Linked DNA regions of Canis lupus: region 1 is linked to region 2. A link is a contact called in public Hi-C data. All regions are on one chromosome and are shown on one strand. The core of a region is the stretch at or near the end of the contact, and the rest is flanking DNA. Distances in the headings are between cores, read along the strand shown. Region 1 holds the start of KDM3A (lysine-specific demethylase 3A). Region 2 holds the start of RMND5A (E3 ubiquitin-protein transferase RMND5A).

The links. Hi-C and Micro-C count contacts between places; a contact is called where the count stands out from the background.
Region 1: a contact with region 2 is called in a Hi-C map of blood, with 2.0 times the contacts expected there. The contact joins the promoter of KDM3A here to the promoter of RMND5A in region 2. A contact is called at or near these places in 2 of 9 Hi-C or Micro-C datasets (both in blood).

The regions. Positions count from the first base shown.
Region 1 is chr17:39,025,982-39,031,662 of UU_Cfam_GSD_1.0, forward strand. KDM3A (lysine-specific demethylase 3A) reads right to left here and starts at 2,006. Exons shown (of 26, transcript XM_038561530.1): 1 at 1,849-2,006; 2 at 993-1,208. The coding sequence starts at 1,178. It overlaps MIR8843 (microRNA mir-8843), which reads right to left and starts at 2,161; the gene lies at 2,017-2,161. It overlaps LOC119869714 (a long non-coding RNA gene), which reads left to right and starts at 1,846. Exons shown (of 2, transcript XR_005372459.1): 1 at 1,846-2,396; 2 at 2,719-2,824.
Region 2 is chr17:38,751,849-38,757,388 of UU_Cfam_GSD_1.0, forward strand. RMND5A (E3 ubiquitin-protein transferase RMND5A) reads right to left here and starts at 4,092. Exons shown (of 9, transcript XM_038561523.1): 1 at 3,425-4,092. The coding sequence starts at 3,566.

The DNA.
Region 1 (5,681 bases), core at 756-3,255, 270 kb after region 2:
AATGACCAAGTGAAGATGCTGAAACATATCCACTACCCAGGGTGGAAATCTCTTCTGTTCTAACAGGCTTCCTTCAAGTTATCCCCACTTTGGAGTCTTTGTTAGGGACCTTTCTCCAGTTATTTTTGCACAAAGGAGTCTTTGTTGGTAGAACAGCTTCCTTACTGGTTGTTCCCAGACAATCCTTTGCCACCAAAAATTTTCTATTAGACAGTACAATTAGAATTCCACCTCTTTTTGAAAAGATGTAACTGAAAAAGGTTCTGAGTGTCGTTTTGATTAAAAATCACTGTCCACACTTGTACTAGTTTCTCTCTCTCCACCCAAACACCAAAGTGGAATATATTTCAGAGCCATTCCTCTAACACACCATATAAGGGTCGGCTCCACCCCTGCCCTCCATATATGGTCAAAGCCCACACCTACCTACGGACTCCTCACAGAAAAGACCTGGAACCCACTTCCACCGTGACCCACCATATACGGACAAGTACCCACCCTAACATGCCAAACAGAACTAAGCTCCTCCCTCTTCATTCACTTCATTTCCAACAAGTCTGAAAGTTTAACAAGTTGGCCCAAGAAATTAGGAGGAACAAACAAACCAACCAACCACCCGAAAGCGCTAGCCATCAATTCTTAATGATTCCTCACATCATCTGGGTACCTGACCAATCTTAATATTCACGATACTCCCCCTTCGGAGGAGTAACCATACAGTCCTATTAGGGCACAGAGCGGGCAACAGCGAAGCGTGTCTGAGCAACCCCAAGGCCGTCATTAAACACAGGCAACTGTAGGCCAAACACACCTCGGTTCTACACAACCATTTCAAAGACTTTCAAGGTCTCGTTTTCTGCACCTTCAGATCAGATGCCAACTTTCTGATCTCGCCCTTTCAGAAAAGGGGAGGGGGGGGCCCCCCGCTGGCTGTCTCGTTACCAAGGTAACTACAAAACGTCCGACAGCTGAGGCCCGGGAGCTGATTTTACCTTCAGGTCCTTCTTGGTAACGTCGGTGTGGGAGACGGCTCGAATGGTCCCCGAGACCCAGGGCCACTCGGCGACGCGCTCCACGTCCCAGCTGTCGTGGCCGCCGTCGCCGCCGTCGGCTGCGGACAGACTGAGGAATCGCTTCCCCACCAATACTGGCCAACTTTCTCCGAGCGTGAGCACCATGGTTTCCACGCCTGCAGGAAGGGCTCCTCCCTGCAAAAATACAAAAACAAAATGCGGTGGGGGCTGCCGGTGGGAGGGGGTCGGGAAAAGAGGACGCGGGGGAAGCGGCGGCGGAGGGGCGGACGGATGGGTCCCAATCCGCTCGGCTGACGAGACCCGCGGCGGCGGCGGCGGCGGCGGCCGGTGCGAGGGAGGACCCAACACCCGATCTCCACACTGGCGTCCTCCCCCGCCCCCCGGATCCCTCCCCCACCGCAAACACGGGCCCAACCGCCGCGTGACCCTCGTTCTCCCAACTTTCGCTTTTCCAAAACCTTAAACCTAAACGAGGAGGGCGTGAGGGGAGAATTATCTGCAGCCGAAGTGGATTTTAAAGTGTTGCCCCCCCGCCCCCCCGCTCCCCCGCTCCGGGAAAGAAAAGGCCCGAAGCGAGGGCCCCGTCTGGGGCGGCCGCGTCCCCGCCCCGGGCGGCCCCACGGGAGGGGCCGGCCCGCGGTTCCGCACTTGCCCCGCCGCCCCGCCCCGCCCCGACACGGCGCTCTCCCGGCCGCCGACCCCCGGGCGTCCGTCGCCCCGGCCTGCGCCGCGGCGCGGGGGCGGCGGGGCCGCGGGATCGGCGCCTTCATCTTTCTTCCTCCTCTCCCCTCAGCCGAGGCCGCGGCGCTCTTACCCCGCCTCCTGCCTCCCTGAGTCACCGGCGGCGGCCGCCGTTTCCAGCCGCCCAGCTCTAGCTCTGACTTGGTTCAAGAGCTCTCACAAGACACGCACAGCCTCTCGGGCCCGCCCCCTCGGAGCCGCTTCCGCCGCTCATTGGCCCAGGCCAGGAAGCTGGGCGAGGCTCCTGGGTAAACAACCCGTCGCCATTGGCCGGCCTGGCGCAGGCGGGGCGAGAGAAAAAAACAATTCCTTGGCTGCCTCCTCCCTCTCCCCTCCCCCTTCCGACTCCCGGACGACCCCCATTAGGTTAAAGTACACAGAGCGTAAGCGAGAGATCCCTCCGCCGTAGCCATTCTTTCCATTTGTTGCCTGCGGTATGCAAAAGAGTCCCGCGAAATCGCTTATCAACTTTAGGGCCCAGAGGAAAACTGCAGGGGTGCATAGATAAGACTGAATGACGGGCCCCAGAGCTGTATGTGCCTATTGGATTGCTCTTCAGTTGCGTAGGCTGTCGACGGAAGATGGGCTTTCCACTTGGCGGAAGAATCTCACAGGAAAGGGGTGAGGGCGGTGCAGAGTCAGCGGGGGAGGGAAGGGACGGGAACGTGCGGTTTCAGGCGTACTCAGCTAGGGGGCGGAGCCACCGGGCTCCGGAGGCTCTTGCGCAGGCGCTTCGCGAAGCACAGGCTGGAGTTTGGGCTGCTGGGCGAAATGGCCGCGGGAGGCGCAGGCGCACGTGGTGTTATTCGTGGAACGTCTGAAGTCCGCCATTTTGAAGGGAAAATGAAGAAAGGCATGGAGTCATTGGGAAATGACGTTCATCGAATCTAGAGCAAGAGAGGCCATTCAGTACAATGCAGAATGGGATTTTTTTTTTTTTTAGGTAAAGGGAAGAGAAGATATTATGAGTCTTATATAGAAATTGAAGGACTAGATGAAGGCCATAATGATGCAAGAAATAGGAAGAGGTGACTTTGAAGGACAAAGGAGAAAAAAGGTGATTGTGTCTATTGGACCCGAAGTTTTTTGGCTGAATGAAGAAGAAAGAGAATGAAGGAATTGGAGGCCCCTTGTTTAATAAAGGCTAGAGCTTGACATGGCATCACATTTAATCCTTAAGATAAATGAAAATTAAGTGAATAACTCAAGGTCCCAGCTTTACAAGTGTGAAACTGGGAATCAGAAGAAGTTCAGAAAGGTTTTCAAGGGGTTATAGAAGCAGGCTAATTCCGGGTATTGACCTTTAACATATATGTTCTGACTATATGACATTCAATACATTTTTAAGTCTAAATACAAATTGTAGAATTAAATTGGATTTATAATTCACAGACTATTAGGAAGGGGGGGAAATGGAACAAAGAAAACCTATCCAGTCCAAAAAAAGTCAGAAATGAGAGCAAAAAGAGAAAAGGAAACAAGATGGAAGTACAGTAAATAGAAAAAAATAAGACGAGAGAAGTAAGTCCAAACATCAATATTTACAATAAATATAAATGGGTTAATTTTAGTCGTAAATTAAAAGACACACTGGATTAAAAACAAAATCCAGCTATAACTTGATTGCAAGCAAGCTCCAATGACACAGAAAGCCTGAAAATACTAGGTTAAAAGATGGATATAGCAATGTTAATATAATTGAAAAGAAAATCAAAAGAAAAAAGGATTTTATATATATATATAAAAGATTTACTTATTTATTTATTCGTGATAGACATAGAGAAAGAGAGAGGCAGAGACACAGGAGGGGGGAGAAGCAGGCTCCATGCAGGGAGCCCGACACGGGACTCCTCTGGACTCTGGGATCGTGCCCTAGGCCAAAGACAGGCGCCAAACTGCTGAGCCACCCAGGGATCCCTGGATTTTATATTAATAAAGGATAAATTCTACAAATATACACCCGAACTCCTGTCACTCTAAGAACATAGCTAAGACTAAATATTAGAATTATGGGAAATTTTTGACAATTTGTAATAGAAGCAGAAGATACAAATATATAACTATCCCGGAAATAGGTATCTCAGATTTTAAAAATAAGTGGGGGTATGGAGGACTTTGATTACATAATTAACTATTAATTGGAAAAACAATCACTAGGGATGAGTTCTACCAAGGTTCAAAGAGCATATAATGTTATACTTGTGATTCCAGGACATAGGAAAGATGGAAAAATATCTGAAGCATTTTATAAAAACTTGCAAAACTCTACTATCAAATCTGGGCCAGGAGAATATAAAAAAGGAAAAGTTTAGGTCAATGAGGCTCATGAACATAGACGGAAATTTTTTATATAAAATATCAGCAAACTGGGACAACTGGGTGGCTCAGTGGTTGACCATCTGCTTTTAGCTCAGGTCTGATCTTGGGGACCTGCGATCAAATTCCATATCAGGCTCCCAGTAGGGAGCTTGCTTCTCCCTCTGCCTATGTCTTTGCCTCTCTCTGTGTCTCATGAATAAATAAATAAAATCTTAAAAAAAATAAAATTTATCAACAAATTAAAACCAGTATTCTTTAAGTCACCATGATTAATTAGGATTATCATATGAATACAAGGATATTTCAAGATTAGAAAATTACTACAATTCACCAAATCAGGTTAAAAGAGAAAAATCATATGTTCATTTTAGTAGAGGCTGAAAAGACTAAACATTCCTATCATACACTGAACTACCTAGAATGTCAGGAATGTTAAGAGACACACATAGTTATACTAATGAATTTTTTAAATAATCTTAAACTTCCCGGAGACTTATATCTACCCTAGAAAAACATCCACAGATGTAAACTAGGAGACATCAACAAGTTTGTTCATTTCAGCATTGTTTGTGGTTGTAAAAACTTCAAAATCTAAATGTACTTCAGTTGGGGAATGAATAAATAAAATGAATACATGGAATGTAATACATCTAACAGAAAGCTGTAGAGCATTTGGAAATGAATTATATTTATATTTTTTTTAGTGAAATATATTTAGATGTACCAATCAGGATAGATTAGCAAAACACATTTTGGATGAAAAAGTCGCATTTCATAATATTTGAAAATGTGCACCAATGGTATATATGTTCTATGAAACATATACTTAACCTCATGATAATAGTTGAGGGGCACAGTAGAATTGGGGGTATTGGTCAAAGGTGATTTAGCATTATTTGTAATTCTCTCACTTTTGTAAGGCAGATGTATTCATGTTGCTTTTGAAAGTTAATTTTTTAAAGATTTATTTATTTATTTTAGAGAGAGAGATGGAGTACATGAACAGGAGGAGGGACAAGGGAAGAGAGAAAACCCACAAGCTTGATCCCAGAACCCTAAGATCATGACCTGAGCCAAAACTGAGTAAGCCGCCCAATCAACTGAGCCACTCAGGCACCCCTGAAAGTTAATTTTCAAGTCCTATGAATGGTTTCTACTACATTAACACCCAAAAGCATTTATGCCAAGTTGTTAAAGCTAATATTAAGAGTGAAAAAGTTGGTGCAATATAAAAATTTTTTAAAATCAAAAGAATTGCTATTTCTTTAGCATCTACTGAAACATACAATGAGAAAAAAAGGAACTATTTATGATCTTGAAAACTAAAAATACTTAAGAAAAAAATAAGGTGAAATCAATAAAACGTATATGAGGAAAATTGTAAGACTTTACTGACAGGCATAACAGAAGATTTGAAAAGTTCTGTTTCCTTATATGACTTGGTAAAAATGTCGATTCTCCTTAAACTACAATATGATGAAAGAATCAAAATAGAAATATAAAATTGTTGGGAATATATAAGCAGATCCATGCATATATAAAAATTGGTTTATGATTAATACAGCATTACAAATGAGTGTAAATAAA
Region 2 (5,540 bases), core at 2,842-5,341:
AAATTTATATGAAAGAATTTCAGGCTATGTAGAGGCAATTTAGAGCAGATGAAAGAAATGTTAGGGCTCACTGCAGGACTATGTGTAGGCCAGTTGCCAGGTGAGCCCCCTTTGGCCAGATTTTATTCACAATCTGGAATAAAAGTGGTGAGAGTGGACAAGGGTCGTCAACAGACTTACTAAATAACCCATTTAGTAAAATCAGTTTCCACCACAAACTATTCTAACTGTCCTCATTTAGTACAGTTGTTCATACTTTGGAAAAAAGATATTTAAACATAAGAAAAATAGGGGATCCCTGGGTGGCTCAATGGTTTGGCCCCTGCCTTCAGCCCAGGGCGTGATCTTGGAGTCCCGGGATCGAGTTCCACATCGGGCTCCCTGCATGGAGTCTGCTTTTCCCTCTGCCTTGTGTCTCTGCCTCTCTCCCTCTCTGTGTCTCTCATGAATAAATAAAATCTTTAAAAAAAAAAAAAAAGCGTATAAACATCAGAAAATATAAATCATCCTTAAAAACTTAACTAATCCCTTGACCATAGCTAAAAAGGTATTTCTGAATCAGGCAGTTACTCACCATCAGTATGATACCATGATCTATATGGTTCCCAAGATTCTACTTTATTCACATCATATTCTTACAAGAATATTATCACAACTCCAGAGAATGAGATCCAAAGCCCAGACAGATGGTCCCAATTGGAGCCCCTCTCTCAGATCATAGGAGCTCACAAGATCAATTGCCCAGACAAATATATTCAAACTTGAAAATGGAGTTCCAAATTCAGATTTCAGTAGACATGACTTTAGGAAGGGTATATCTAAGATACAAATGTAATAAACACCACATCACTAGCAAAGAATATCAGAAATTACCTGCTTTGAAAATTCCTATAATCTAGATACCAAAGCACGATGTCTGCCTTCACACATAAGAATACTGTAAGAAAAAAAAAAGAGTCCACTTTGGAAACCAGACCTGGTATTTATTTTTCTTTCGTGTTTCATAACTGCCTTTAGTCATGTAATCCTATTATTAAAAAATTAAAGAAAATCAAAGAAATAGTAATATCAAACTGCAATTTGGTAGACAAGACAGTAAAAAATAGGTGGCTGAGAAAGGAACATATGTAATTCACCAAGTCAGACCATTTGAATAGTATGGCATACTCTGTGGCTAATACCCTCACACCATATATTCCTTGCGAAACTCCAATACCAAGCAAAAACAATCTGTCTAAAGCAAACTCCTGCTTCAGCATTTTCTGCCAATTATTTTATCCATCTAAGATAGGCCCCAAATTCCCTAAAATGAGGCTTGCAATCACATTCCCCTTTAATTAATACCACCCCCCTCCTTTTTTGTAGGAAGATATTTTACTTTCCATCTTCTCTCTCAAATTTTGCCTATCCAACCCCTCAATCTCTGACCTGGTCCCTAAAAAGGAAACGCTCCTTCCACCTCTCCAAGTTTAGAACCTTCACTCATTCTCTACCTTCCAGTCTTTAACAAGACAAAGATTTCCTGTAACAGATGGGCAGGAAGGTGGACAGAGACAGAGGGACACAGGCACGCACACACCCCTCCCATTCCTGTACTTAAACAGCCTTGGGCCTCCTTACACTTCAGTTCACACATTTTTCTTTACACCCACTAATCTAGTTTATTTTAACTCTTTGAAGCTGCAAGCACAGAGGGTCACTGACTTCCAATAGCCAAATACAAGCTGCACAACCTCTCTTTTTCTAAGCTCCTGCCTTTTCTGCTTCTGCTGGCTCCTCCAGCTCTCTCTCCAAGAGGCGTTCAAGGTGTGGTTAGACCCTACAGTCTTTCTTCCCTGCTGCCTACGTGACCTCCTTCACTCTTCTCTGTAGAAATACTAGGAAACCATCTTCGATCATACTTTCCCCAATTCTAACCATGCATCTTTAGCCACCAGTGAACATTAAGTTCTTGATTCTGTCTTCACTAGCCCTTCAGCTTTATCTCACATGCCCCAAATCAAATTCACCAAAGCCTTCCCAGGACCCCCCATCCAACTCCACCTCGGCTTCCCCTTCACAGGCAGCCAACTCCACCTCGGCTTCCCTTCACAGGCAGCCAACTGGTCTGCTTATTTTTCCATATTAATATTTTAACTCCCATTCCCACTACGGTTGCAGGCTCACTTCTTATCTGGACTTCAAAAGTGACTGCCATGTTCAGAATAAGAGGTTTTCAGACTCCTTTATTATGGGCTAGCACTTCCCCTCCACTGAAAGGAGTCTAGAAAGAAAGACGTAGGAGAGGAAAGGAGGGGAGAGGCTCAGCTGCACCACTGTCTTCACCTCACCCTATGTAACAGCATTTCATCCCAGCTACCAAACTTTCCATAAATTGCTGTTCAGCTAGGAGTTGAGAAGGCTCCTCCAAACTCTTGAATGAACCCATTAAATAAAGTCCTTCATTTCTTGAGCAGGAGGAACACCACTATGAATATGTTACTCTAAGGATACCAGACCTTTAATGTTACTTAAAAAAAAAAAAAACAAAAACCCAAACCAAAAACCCTCCCCAACCAGCTTCCACAAGTTAACTTCCGCAAAGTATCTGCCCCCAGGTCCTAGAGCAATAAAGAAATAATCTAGGCAGACCACCTTCTACAGAAAATCGTGTTTTCTAAAAGGAAAACAAGTAAAAACTTGACCAGGTAAGGCAAGTATCTCACAACTTGCGCCACAATTTGCTTCAGGAAAGTTGCCTGTTCTTCCTCAGGCTACATTAGGAGAGCTGAACAGTTCGATTCGGCTCGTTTCCTAGGAATCCTGTCTGTGCTGCTGCGGAGCTAAGAGCTGCTTCCACACAAGAGTCAAATCGTGAAGTTGCAGCAACGGCTGTTCTGTTAACCCACAGCTAAGAATAACACTCGACTTTCTAATTTAAAAAAAGAACGGAAAGAAGAAGAAGAAGGGGTAAAAAAAAAAAAAAAAAAAAAAAAGACTTGGAAAGTAAGTCCCCGGACCAAGGATCTGGGGCAGAAGAAGGGGCTTCCGGCACTGACCCTCTTATCAACCAGAGCCTTGGGTCCAACGCACTTAGCGCACCTTCGACCGCGGGGACCTGAGCGCGCCCGGCCCGGGCGGGGGCGAGGGCCGCCCACCCCGGGACGGTGGCAGTTTGCAAGGGCCACGGACCAGCCCCCACACACGTCTAAGCCGGCTGGACCCCGTTCCGGGCTGGGTTTCCGGGTGGAGGGCGCTCACTCTTTATTGACAACGAGGTCGGGGCAGGTTCGAGGCAAATCGGGAGAAGGAACAGTCACAGGGGCAGGGGCGCGGGGTGGGGTGAGGGGTCTCCGCGTCTCGGGGGAGGCAGGGGCATCCCTCCTGGCCCGCCGGGGCCCGAGGGGCCGGGCCCTGCCCCGCGCGCCCACCCGGGCCGCCCTACCGTGGCTCTGCAGGATCTCGTGCTTGAGGCCGCCCGTGTAGTCGATAAGCTCCTCCAGGCCGCGCTCGCACAGCTGCCCGTAGCCCGAGAACTTGTGCAGCACCTTCTCCAGCTCGCGCTCCACCGTCACGCATTGATCCATCCCGGAGGCGGCGGCGGCGGCGGCGCTCGGCTCCCCGGCGCCCGGGTGTCCGCAGCCGTTCGGCCCGGGCCCGGCCGAGGCCGCGTCCTGCTCCTCGTCCCCCAGGCGGGCGGCGCGGGCGGCGGCGGCGGCGGCGACCGAGGCAGCGGGTGCGCTAGCCGCGGCGCCGGGGGAGCCCGGTGCAGCCCGTGCCCGCCTGCCCCATGCCCCCTCCCCCCGCCCCCGGAGCCTCGCCGCCGATCCCGCTCGCTCTCCGCACCCGGCCCCGCGACCCTGGTCCTCGCCCGCCGCGTTCGGCTGCCCGCGGCGGCGCCGCCGATTGTTTTTGTTTTCACGGGAACCGACCGATGACCTGGTTCTCCCGGGCGGCACCAAGCGCCGCCGACCCGAGGGGTGGGGGGAGCAGCCACCCCAGCAAGGGAAAGAGGCGGCGCGGGCCGTACCAAGCGCACCCTCGAGGGGGAGCCGCCTAGCGTTCGCGGGCGGAGGACGCGACGGCCGTCCGCTCACGCCGCCGCTCTAAAGGTGTGGGCAGTACCACGCGGGATGCGTGCGAGGGAGAGGGCGAGGGTGGAGCAAGAACCCAATTGGCCCGAGGAGCTCAAAAGGGAACTTTGGAGACAGCCCCGGCGCTCGCAGAGCGCTACAACTGCGCTCTCCGTAAACAAGAGGGTGGAAACCGTCCCTAACCACTCCGCCCAGAAACGGGGAAAAAGAACCAATGGGCGCGGGCGGTACGTAAGGGACCAACGTCCTCCAATCCCTGGCTGAGGCGTAAACCCTCAGCCAATCGTAGCCTAGGGGCCGAACCAACGGTCTCGCTGTTGGAGGGGGGTGACTTGGGGTGCGTACTGGGAAGCAAGTTATTTCGGGAAAGCCAGGAGGGAGAACGAGACAGAGGGGAAGGTCTGTTTTCGAAAGGAGTTCGCCCCGGTCATCATCTGTGTCCTCTCACCCGCACTCCTGGGACTACTGTTATTCCGAAGTTTGGGAAGACGGGACTCGTCGGACGGAAAACGGAGCCCGGCGGGGCGGGGGTGATGCCGGAGCACGGCCGAGGAGGGCTGCTCGGTAGCCGCGCGGGGCGGGCGCGGGGAAGGGCCCAGCGGGGCCGTCGGAGCTGCTGCGACGCTGGTGCCGCGGGGAGGTCGCGCTGCCCACCCCGCTGTCGGCCTCGGCGCCTCGGCCCCAGGGCTTGGACTCTCCCAGCCGGTAGCCGGCGCGCCGCACGGTGTGCGGGCAGCTCCACGCAGTGGAAAGCCGCGCGGGAGGGCGGCCCCGCCTGGCCCCTGCTCTCTGGCGCCTTATTCCATCCATACGAACTGAGTCACCTCCTCCTTGGCGTCAATCCTTCCCCGACCGCCGCGGGGTCTCCAGCCTCGGCCTGTATCCCCTCGCGCACTAGGCTCCAGTGGCGTTGTTAGCTTTCCTCGGAAAGCCGCATTAGTTAATCACCTCGGGGCCTCTGCGCTTAGCTCCTCGTTGGCCTGGAAAACGCGGACACCTTTCTCATCCTTGTCTCAGTTCACTTGTCCGCTCAGAGGACCCTCCCCTGACCACCCTGATAGGTACACCGCTCCACCTTCCTGCACTCCTCCAGTGTTGTGTCATATTTTTTTGTGTATATATATCAGCCGTATCACCAGTTTTCTTTCACACCATTTGTTAAAAGCTGAAATAACCGGGTTCGATTTTTCGTTTCCTTTTCCGCCAGCCCTTCTTCAGTAAATCCCCATAAAGGCAAGCCCCTTCCCCATCTTTATCTGTGCCCGAAAGTGGTGCCTAGCAACATAGTGGGCTTTTTTTTTTTTTTTTTTTTTTTTTGTAATTAAGGCGAAATCTTGTTGAGTCTCAATTTCCTTTTTTATAACTTGGAAATAACTGCAGTTAATAGTGCAGCATGGGATTCTTGGGAAATTAAGTGAGATATCATATGTAAACATTAATAGTAAGCAAGGAATAGCCATAGGAGAA